Linked DNA regions of Mus musculus: region 2 is linked to region 1. The links are chromatin contacts, called in public HiChIP or PLAC-seq maps. All regions are on one chromosome and are shown on one strand. The core of a region is the stretch at or near the end of the contact, and the rest is flanking DNA. Distances in the headings are between cores, read along the strand shown.

Evidence for each region. HiChIP or PLAC-seq counts read pairs in DNA pulled down with a chosen protein or histone mark.
Region 2: an H3K27ac HiChIP or PLAC-seq map of extraembryonic endoderm stem cells shows a contact between it and region 1. The contact joins two enhancer-like sites. A contact is called at or near these places in 13 of 39 promoter capture datasets (3T3-L1-derived adipocytes, the C10 cell line, the HPC-7 cell line and 9 more), 2 of 484 Hi-C or Micro-C datasets (bone marrow-derived macrophages and nephron progenitors), 11 of 115 datasets of contacts at active chromatin or transcription factors (the 230-238 cell line, bone marrow-derived macrophages, embryonic basal ganglia and 8 more) and 3 of 9 other capture datasets (adipose tissue, embryonic stem cells and liver).

The regions. Positions count from the first base shown.
Region 1 is chr14:63,842,656-63,846,386 of GRCm38.p6, forward strand. It overlaps a transcript of Xkr6 not described here. Among named protein-coding and RNA genes, the nearest start is that of Pinx1, 16 kb to the right of the region's middle. Within about 2 kb of position 1,901, at least 1 of the 459 cell types and tissues checked has an H3K27ac peak or open chromatin away from gene starts, as enhancers often do. A contact at or near this core is called in extraembryonic endoderm stem cells, where this site is marked.
Region 2 is chr14:64,044,562-64,048,292 of GRCm38.p6, forward strand. No RefSeq gene overlaps it. Among named protein-coding and RNA genes, the nearest start is that of Prss55, 39 kb to the right of the region's middle. Within about 2 kb of position 1,875, at least 26 of the 459 cell types and tissues checked have an H3K27ac peak or open chromatin away from gene starts, as enhancers often do. A contact at or near this core is called in extraembryonic endoderm stem cells, where this site is marked.

The DNA of each region.
Region 1 (3,731 bases), core at 651-3,150:
GTGTATATCAATGGTTGACATTTGGACTTATATTTGAAGGAGGTTTGTTTTGTTCTTTAACAATGCTGGGCTAGCATTGGAAACAACCATGGCTACGTTACACTCTGCTTGTCCCTGGCTGTTTCTCTTTTTATGGTATAATGGTCTGTCCATGAGTTGAAATGCAGAGAACATGTATACTGAGTGTAGAACACACTGGTGTTGATTTGGAGGGAAAATATACTGATAAATATATTTATATATGAGTGTGTCTGCAATACTCTGACCTTCCTTCCAAGGGCTGCTTGTCAGACAATTAATCTATTTTACCTCAAAGAACTTCCCTGCCAAAACAATATTCCCATTGAAAATTCAGCCAATTGACCACTAGGAGTATTTTCCATACCAAGCACAGAGCTAGAATCATAAGGAATCAACACGTAAAACATATTATAAGGCATTTAATAGAAGGGGTAAGAGTTGCACGCAAACCCTATCATACCACAGGAAACAGAGCACAAGAGAAGTGTACAGTGGAGTGGGCATCCGTAAAAAGATGGTGTTTCCAAGCAGAAGTATATGCAAAGACTTTGCTAAACAGAAACTGAACAGATAGCTTATACCATTAGATCAGATTTTGAAGGGTTTTAGGATGCATGGAGATGGGCCACTAGGGTTGACTATGACCGAGGTCAGGTATTATGTGTTTACTTAAGATTCCTTTCTTCCTGATGAGAATGCATTCTGATCTCCAGCATGCACCAGGTGCAGCTTTCTTCCCAGAACTGGGATTGCCAATTCCAAGTGTAGCCTAGCCTTGAGGATTGACCTTGGCCTGAGCATAGCCTGTGAGATGCAGAGGGTGGCACTTCTAGCACTTGAACTAGAGCAACAGCCATCAAACTTCCTCCATTTCCCTTAGTCTTGCTTCTTATGGTTATTCTCTCCTTAATCTTCCTACAATAACAATTGTTACCAATCCACAATCCAGGGTCTTTTCAGCAGATAAGAACCCATCCCTGTCAGCCTAGCATCCATCCAGAAATGATGGATTGCAACTTCATATGAGTGTTTTAAGTCCTGGGCTTCAGGAGATTAAAGTTGAGCATCCACCTCACTTTGTACCTACTAAGTGGCATTAAACCCTTGCTCACCCCCACAAACATCATACCTCATGCCCATGTTGTCCTCTGCAGAGTGTGTGGGCAAAGTGTCCCCACTTATATCTCATTCATGCTGACTGGGATTTTGCTTCCTTTTGGTTTGCTAAGTGAGTGCCTATTTTATTTAGTGGACACAAACTCTTGTCTTCAGATTAACCTTAGTACCTAATGGAATACACCACAGCTTTATTTTACAGAGGAAAATAAAATGTGGGTGGTTGAATACCCTTCCCTGATTCCCTCAATTAATAAGAGAGAAAACCATAGCACATGATTAGCTGTCTTGGGCAAAACCCCCTCATCTTTCCCACCTCACCTCTGATCACACACCCCCTTCTTGATCAATGGGTTCTTTGCCTTCTGTTTCCTTCTGTTGCCTAAAGGAACTGTAAAGGTTCATTCCCCAGATAAACACTCCTGCAACAGCCACAACGGCTTTACTGATGAAATGCTGAAATGGCCAAGAGAAGAGGTTGAATAACATTTATTTGGGCCTGACAGATGGCAACAAACCTATTTCCCTCACAAAGATTTTTCTCCTGATAGAATGCCAACACAGAATCTATAAGTACCTACTTCATTGACCAGTTTCTTTTTAGACCTCTCCCAGGAGGCCAGTTTTTAAGGATCACCCCCACTCAGCAGAGAAGGAAGGGGTCAGAACATTGAGTGACACCATTGTTTTGGGAGAACCCACACTGCTAAACAGAAACTGAGCAGCTTCTGCGGGTCTGAAGGGCTGGGCTCTTGCTTTGCTTCAGGCACAGCTGTCTTTGTCTCAGACCTCCTATCAGAACCAACAACTATTTCTTATGAGGCTAAAGGAAGAGCTTTGTTTTCCTTAGGATAAGGGCTCCACCAGATTCCTAAATCTCTGACCAGTTAACACAGTCTACTTTCAACTCAGTCTTGCTACTCACTCACTAATGCCCGACAGACATCCCAAGCACTTGACTAGACTCATCCCCAAGTTATGCACAGTCTGTTGGGAGGAAATCCAGTTCAAAGAGATTGAGCAAAAGTGGTGCTCTCTGGGTTCAAAGGACAGGAAGATGGTCTGACACCACCGAGTTTCTAAAACAGAGGTAGTGTCATGGTTTTCACGAGCTCTATGCCTCCCCTTACTGGTGAGCGTTCCTCATGGTTCTCAGTACCTCCTGATTTTGGAATTATGAACATTGATGAGGAAATGAACATGATGTACTCCATCTTCTTCCCTGCTCTATTCCATGAAAGTCCCCAGTACTGAGTGCCAGTGCTTGTCTCTGTAGACCATTTATAGAGGAACTGCAAGGGCCCAAAGAGCCCTTCTCCAAGATGATACTCACTTAGGAAAAAATGTCTCAACCAAGAAAAAAGACAAAGAGAGTGGAGAGTGATAACATGAACTTTCTCTGAACTAGCTTCTCCAAGATAGGGGATGGTTGCTTGTACCCAAATTGTGCTAATATTGATCCCAAGCTGGAAGAATGAGCCTCTCCATTCCCTCACCTCCAGGAGAAATGAGACTGTCACTATGCCTTGTTAACTGTCATTCTTGACCATCATGCATTCACATCCAGAGACCATAGGCCTCTGTCCTGAGCTGTAGGGACTTACAGAGGTCATGTAAATCTATATTCTATGATAGGGTTATGGTTACTTAGAATAAGGGAGAAGAATATTCTGAGGATCAGCTAGACAGTGAGGCCTTGCATTATTCAGCCAACTTTCAAAAGCTCCCTGTGAACTCAGAAGCCATAGGCCAGTCCCCCAGTAGCCTTTTGGGCCCAAACTGTTTGCTACCGATTCCTTCTTTGCCACTGTTCTTTCCTATTGTCATGGCCAATTCCTAGATCTCTGCTACAGTACTTTATTAAGTGTTCTGAACTCAGTGTGTATCATTGTCACTACATTAATTACCAATGCCTACTTCCAACGCAGTACATATTTATCTCCTAGTGAGTCTATCATGGCAATTGCTGCTGGTATTTTAAAGTTCTCACTGCTTAACAGTGATGAGACCTAGCATTGTTCTTTCTCTAAGCCTTCCAGAAAGAGTTACTGCTTCCACTGTAATTTCCTAGTTTGACTTGATTTACTGGAGCATATGAGTGGGCCAGGCATGTGGCCAGTGGATTGAGAATAACTTCTATAAAGAGAAATCTGGAATTGAGGAAGCTATGCTGGGACATCATAAGCACAGCTCCTGTCTAAGGGGAATCAGTTTCACCACAATCCAAGGCGGGTGGCACACTGGAAGCAACATCAGCCTAACGCACTAGCCCTGATGCAGTTTCCTCTTCGGCAAGTACAGACAACACTCTTTAATGTCCTTTGCTAGCCTAGAACTCTGTTGTCAGCACACCCAATCATCTCACAGAGGAACATAGTTCAGTTCCCCCTTTCCTCGCTCACCCTAATGTTTATAAATAAGGGGAAGAATCCAAGAAGATCGTGTGGTTCATATAGAAAGAGCCTGTCTCAAAACAAAGTCAAACAAAACAAAGACAAACATCTCCAAAATCAATTATATTTTTCTTGATTTAAAAGAAAAAAATGAAGTCAATTGCTCATTGCTCTGATAAACACGCCCAAAACACTTATTTT
Region 2 (3,731 bases), core at 625-3,124, 200 kb after region 1:
AGCACAGGGAACTAAGGCCACACACTGAGACCTCCTATATGTCCCCAGAGGAACACTTCCCACTCCTTGCTCCCTGGCACCTCACCAGGAGCCAACAGAATCAGGGTAGGCTGAGAGTTGTAGGGGCACAAACCTCCCATCTCTCTAACACGCTAAAACCTGTCCTTCCTGAGGCCCAGATACACAAGGCTGTGTCCTTGAACCAGGTTCAGTGGTCCTTCTTGGCATCTGCTGACAGGCCTCTATCTATACTCTGGTTTTGCAGTGAAAGCCAGGCCTGGAACTGCTGGCTGTGGACACTGAGACCCTCCAGCTGCAGCCTCAGACCCTGTGGCAGCTGGTGCTTTCCTCTTGGTATGGGTCCTGGGCACCAGACCTCACGGTGCACACAGAACCTCAGCACACAACATCCCTGGCTCCGTTGTGCCTTCCTTTGCTGCTTCCGTCACTCTCTTCTTTACTTTTACTTCTTCATTAGAATGCTGTTCACCTTTTGCAAACTGCTCTAAGCCCTGATCCACAGAAGGCAGGCTCACCAATGAAGGGCCAGGCAGGTCGTAAACCATGCTCTGAGCTGTGACCAGGAAGGGACAGCAGACATACAAGGCTTCTCCTGCACCAGGGACTGGGTCTACAGTGGCTGTATCCCACAGGGAGTGATTTTATATCCACCACCCTTGTGTTCTGTGCACTGCCAACGACAGTTCTCCTGTTATAAAAAGTATGTCTTGGCTGCAAGGTAGCTAAACCTCCGGGAAACAAATGGGGTGATATGTGTGCATCATTTAACCATGAGGCAGCTTGGTGTCTTATTGGGCACAAGTCTCAGGGTGTGTGGTTTCCCTAAAGCCCCCAAGGGCTAGCCTGTCTAAGTGACTATCAGGCCTACCTAAGATCTTATTTGTTTCAGTCTAACTTCCAGAGTGGGGTGAAAAGCCTTTTTTATGGCTGAATTTGACTTTGATGGTGTCATATGTTTTTTGAAGATAACAAATATATGGTTGGGGCTGGGCGAGGTGGTGCACACCTTTAATCCCAGCACTCGGGAGGCAGAGGCAGGCGAATTTCTGAGTTTGAGGCTAGCCTGGTCTACAGAGTGAGTTCCAGGACAGCCAGGGCTACACAGAGAAACCCTGTCTCACAAAACAAACAAACAAACAAACAAACAAAACCAAATATATGGTTTTTGTTTCTCAAATCCATCTTACTTGCTTATATTTTTAAAATAATTCTGTGCATGTGCATATGTGTGTGTTCATGCATGTGACAATGCCTGGGTCTGGAATCCAGAGAAGAATACTCAGGAGTTGGTCAATTCCTTCCACCACTGTCTTTTGAATGCAGGTAGTCAAGCTGGCACAAGTGCTTTTACCTACTGAGCTATCTCAGTGGCCCTAGTCTGTGTCTTTTGGTTGGGAATTTAGCCCATTTATGTTCAAAGTTATAACTGAACGCTCTGTGCTGATTCTTGTCTTCAGTTCATGCCCTAACTACTGGGGAACACGGGAAAGAACTGGAGAAGCTTGCTCTGGGCTCTCCTGGAAGCTCTTGCCATCCAGCATGGGACGGTTGCAAGAGCCCTTCTTGGATTCGTAGCTCTGTCTGCTCCACGGTGAAAAGAAAAGAGGCTTGTAGGCTGACTGGCAGGGGAAGCTCCTGGATGGAGCAGCTCCCCTGGGGAATAGAGCTTACAATACCCAGAGAGTAGTCTCTGTTGATTCTTGAGCGACAGCCTGGGAGAGCCCCCCACCGCCCCCGCCGCCGCCGCCCGCCCCGCCGCCAGCCGCTCAGCTCATTGTCCCACACAGGGTAGTCGGCTCTGATTCTGGGACTCAGTCCTTGAGCCACAGCCTGGGAGAGCCCCTGCTGCCGCCCGCTGCTCATTGTCCAAGTGCTGCCACTTTTCCTCTGCTACATTGTTCCCTTATCAGCATTCCACACACTGTGGTGGCTGCACAGGAAAGCATGGCCACCACTGAGGCTGTCGCCTGGGTGGTGGATGCCAGGTGTCCCGCCACACAATCGGCCCCTCAGGCCCATCCCAGAGCCCGGACAAACTGGTCCACTAGGGCAACATTTGGCTGACCCTGCTCTCTTCAGGGTTGTTAAAGGAGAGAATAAAGAAGAACAGACTCTAGTCCTGGTGACCTCAGGAGGCACGTGTGGCACTGCTGGGTCTCTGCCCTCACTGCGATGTCCCACGGGAACTGAAATCTCTGGTCCATGACGGTGAAGCATAGGCTGGTGCTATGGAGAAAGTCAAGGAAGGCAGGGAAAAGAAAAACGCTTCAGGGACTGCTCTTAATGGACATTAGGCTGGTGGTTGGGAGGAACGGTGCCATCTGTAGTTCCTGAACCGTTTTCTGAAGTGAATGGTTTAGACTCAATATGACAGCTTCTACCCAGGGATTGGGGAACAAGGTCTAGCAGGAAGTGGGAGCAATTTGTTTTGGGTCTGCACTAGCCTAGAATACTCTTGGGCACTAAGGAAGGTGGGTGGTGCTGATGCAACAAATTAAACTATTAGACACCTAATTAAATTTGAATATTTAAATCAGTGAATAAGAGCTTTAAAAATGTCTTATCCCTATGATATGGTGGCAAACACCAGAGTACTGGAGGTGCAGACCAGAGGGTCAGGGTCATCCTCGGCTAATACTGAGCTGATCTCAAATAAATGAAACAAAACAGATATAGTCATGTAATGTTTAGCTCAAACACTTAAATGCTACACTGAAATGCAAGAGTAATCAGGCAATCTGTGTTTTATTTTGTCTCATCCACCAGGAGAGTGAGAGAGACCTCAAGAGGTCTGGGGCAGCCCCTCTCAAAGTTTGGGTCTCAAGCTCTTTTCTGCTTCTTCGGGTAGCACCCATCATCAGGGCTTATGGGTACAGGAGAAGCCTCCCAGCTGTTCTATTACCCTGAAAAACAAAACAAAACAAAGCAAAACAGACAAAAACACAAAAAGCAAAACAAACAAAAACCCACAAAAACAAAACAAAACACCAGCAGCTAGGTTAGTGCTTCATTTACAGGTGGTGTATCTCCCTCGCCCCCTGCTGGCAACATCAGATATTACAGCTTCTTGGTCAGGTCTTGTCCTGGAAATCTCTGAGCCCTGAGTCTGAGACCACCCACCTTTCATCTGCCTGGGGGAAATCAGAAATGTGGATTTTTGTGAAGAAAATCACACTATCCTCTGTGTATCATAATTTCTGAAATATCACCTTACCTTACCCCAGTCAAGTAGGAATTTAGAGAAAATAGCATAATTTTCACCAATTTTATGTACCCAGAGTCTAGAAATTTCTAGAAACAAAAAAAGTTCATGACACTTGTGAGCTAACAAGACTCAAGCCCTTAAGAAGACAGAAACTCTAGGATTGGAGACAAGATAGATGCAGAAGGGTCTCCTCACATCAGAGCAGGAAGTCACTGCCCCAAAGAATTTCAAAGCCCCTTGCTTCTGCATTCTGGTTACCGTGGAACGTTGAATGCACACACACTCCATGTGCCGCTAGGACACCTAGGACACTAGGGCACATCAGTGCTATCTCAACCTCGTGACATCTATGCTCCGAGTGGAACGCTGACAGAGTTGTGAGCCTAAACTCACAAGCATCCTGGGATCTGCAGATGGGGAGAGCTGGGCTTGGTGGTTCCTCAACAGTTTGGAGGTCTTTCAGGAAAACAAGGTGAGATCGTGAGCCCATAGGTCTGGAAGTCAA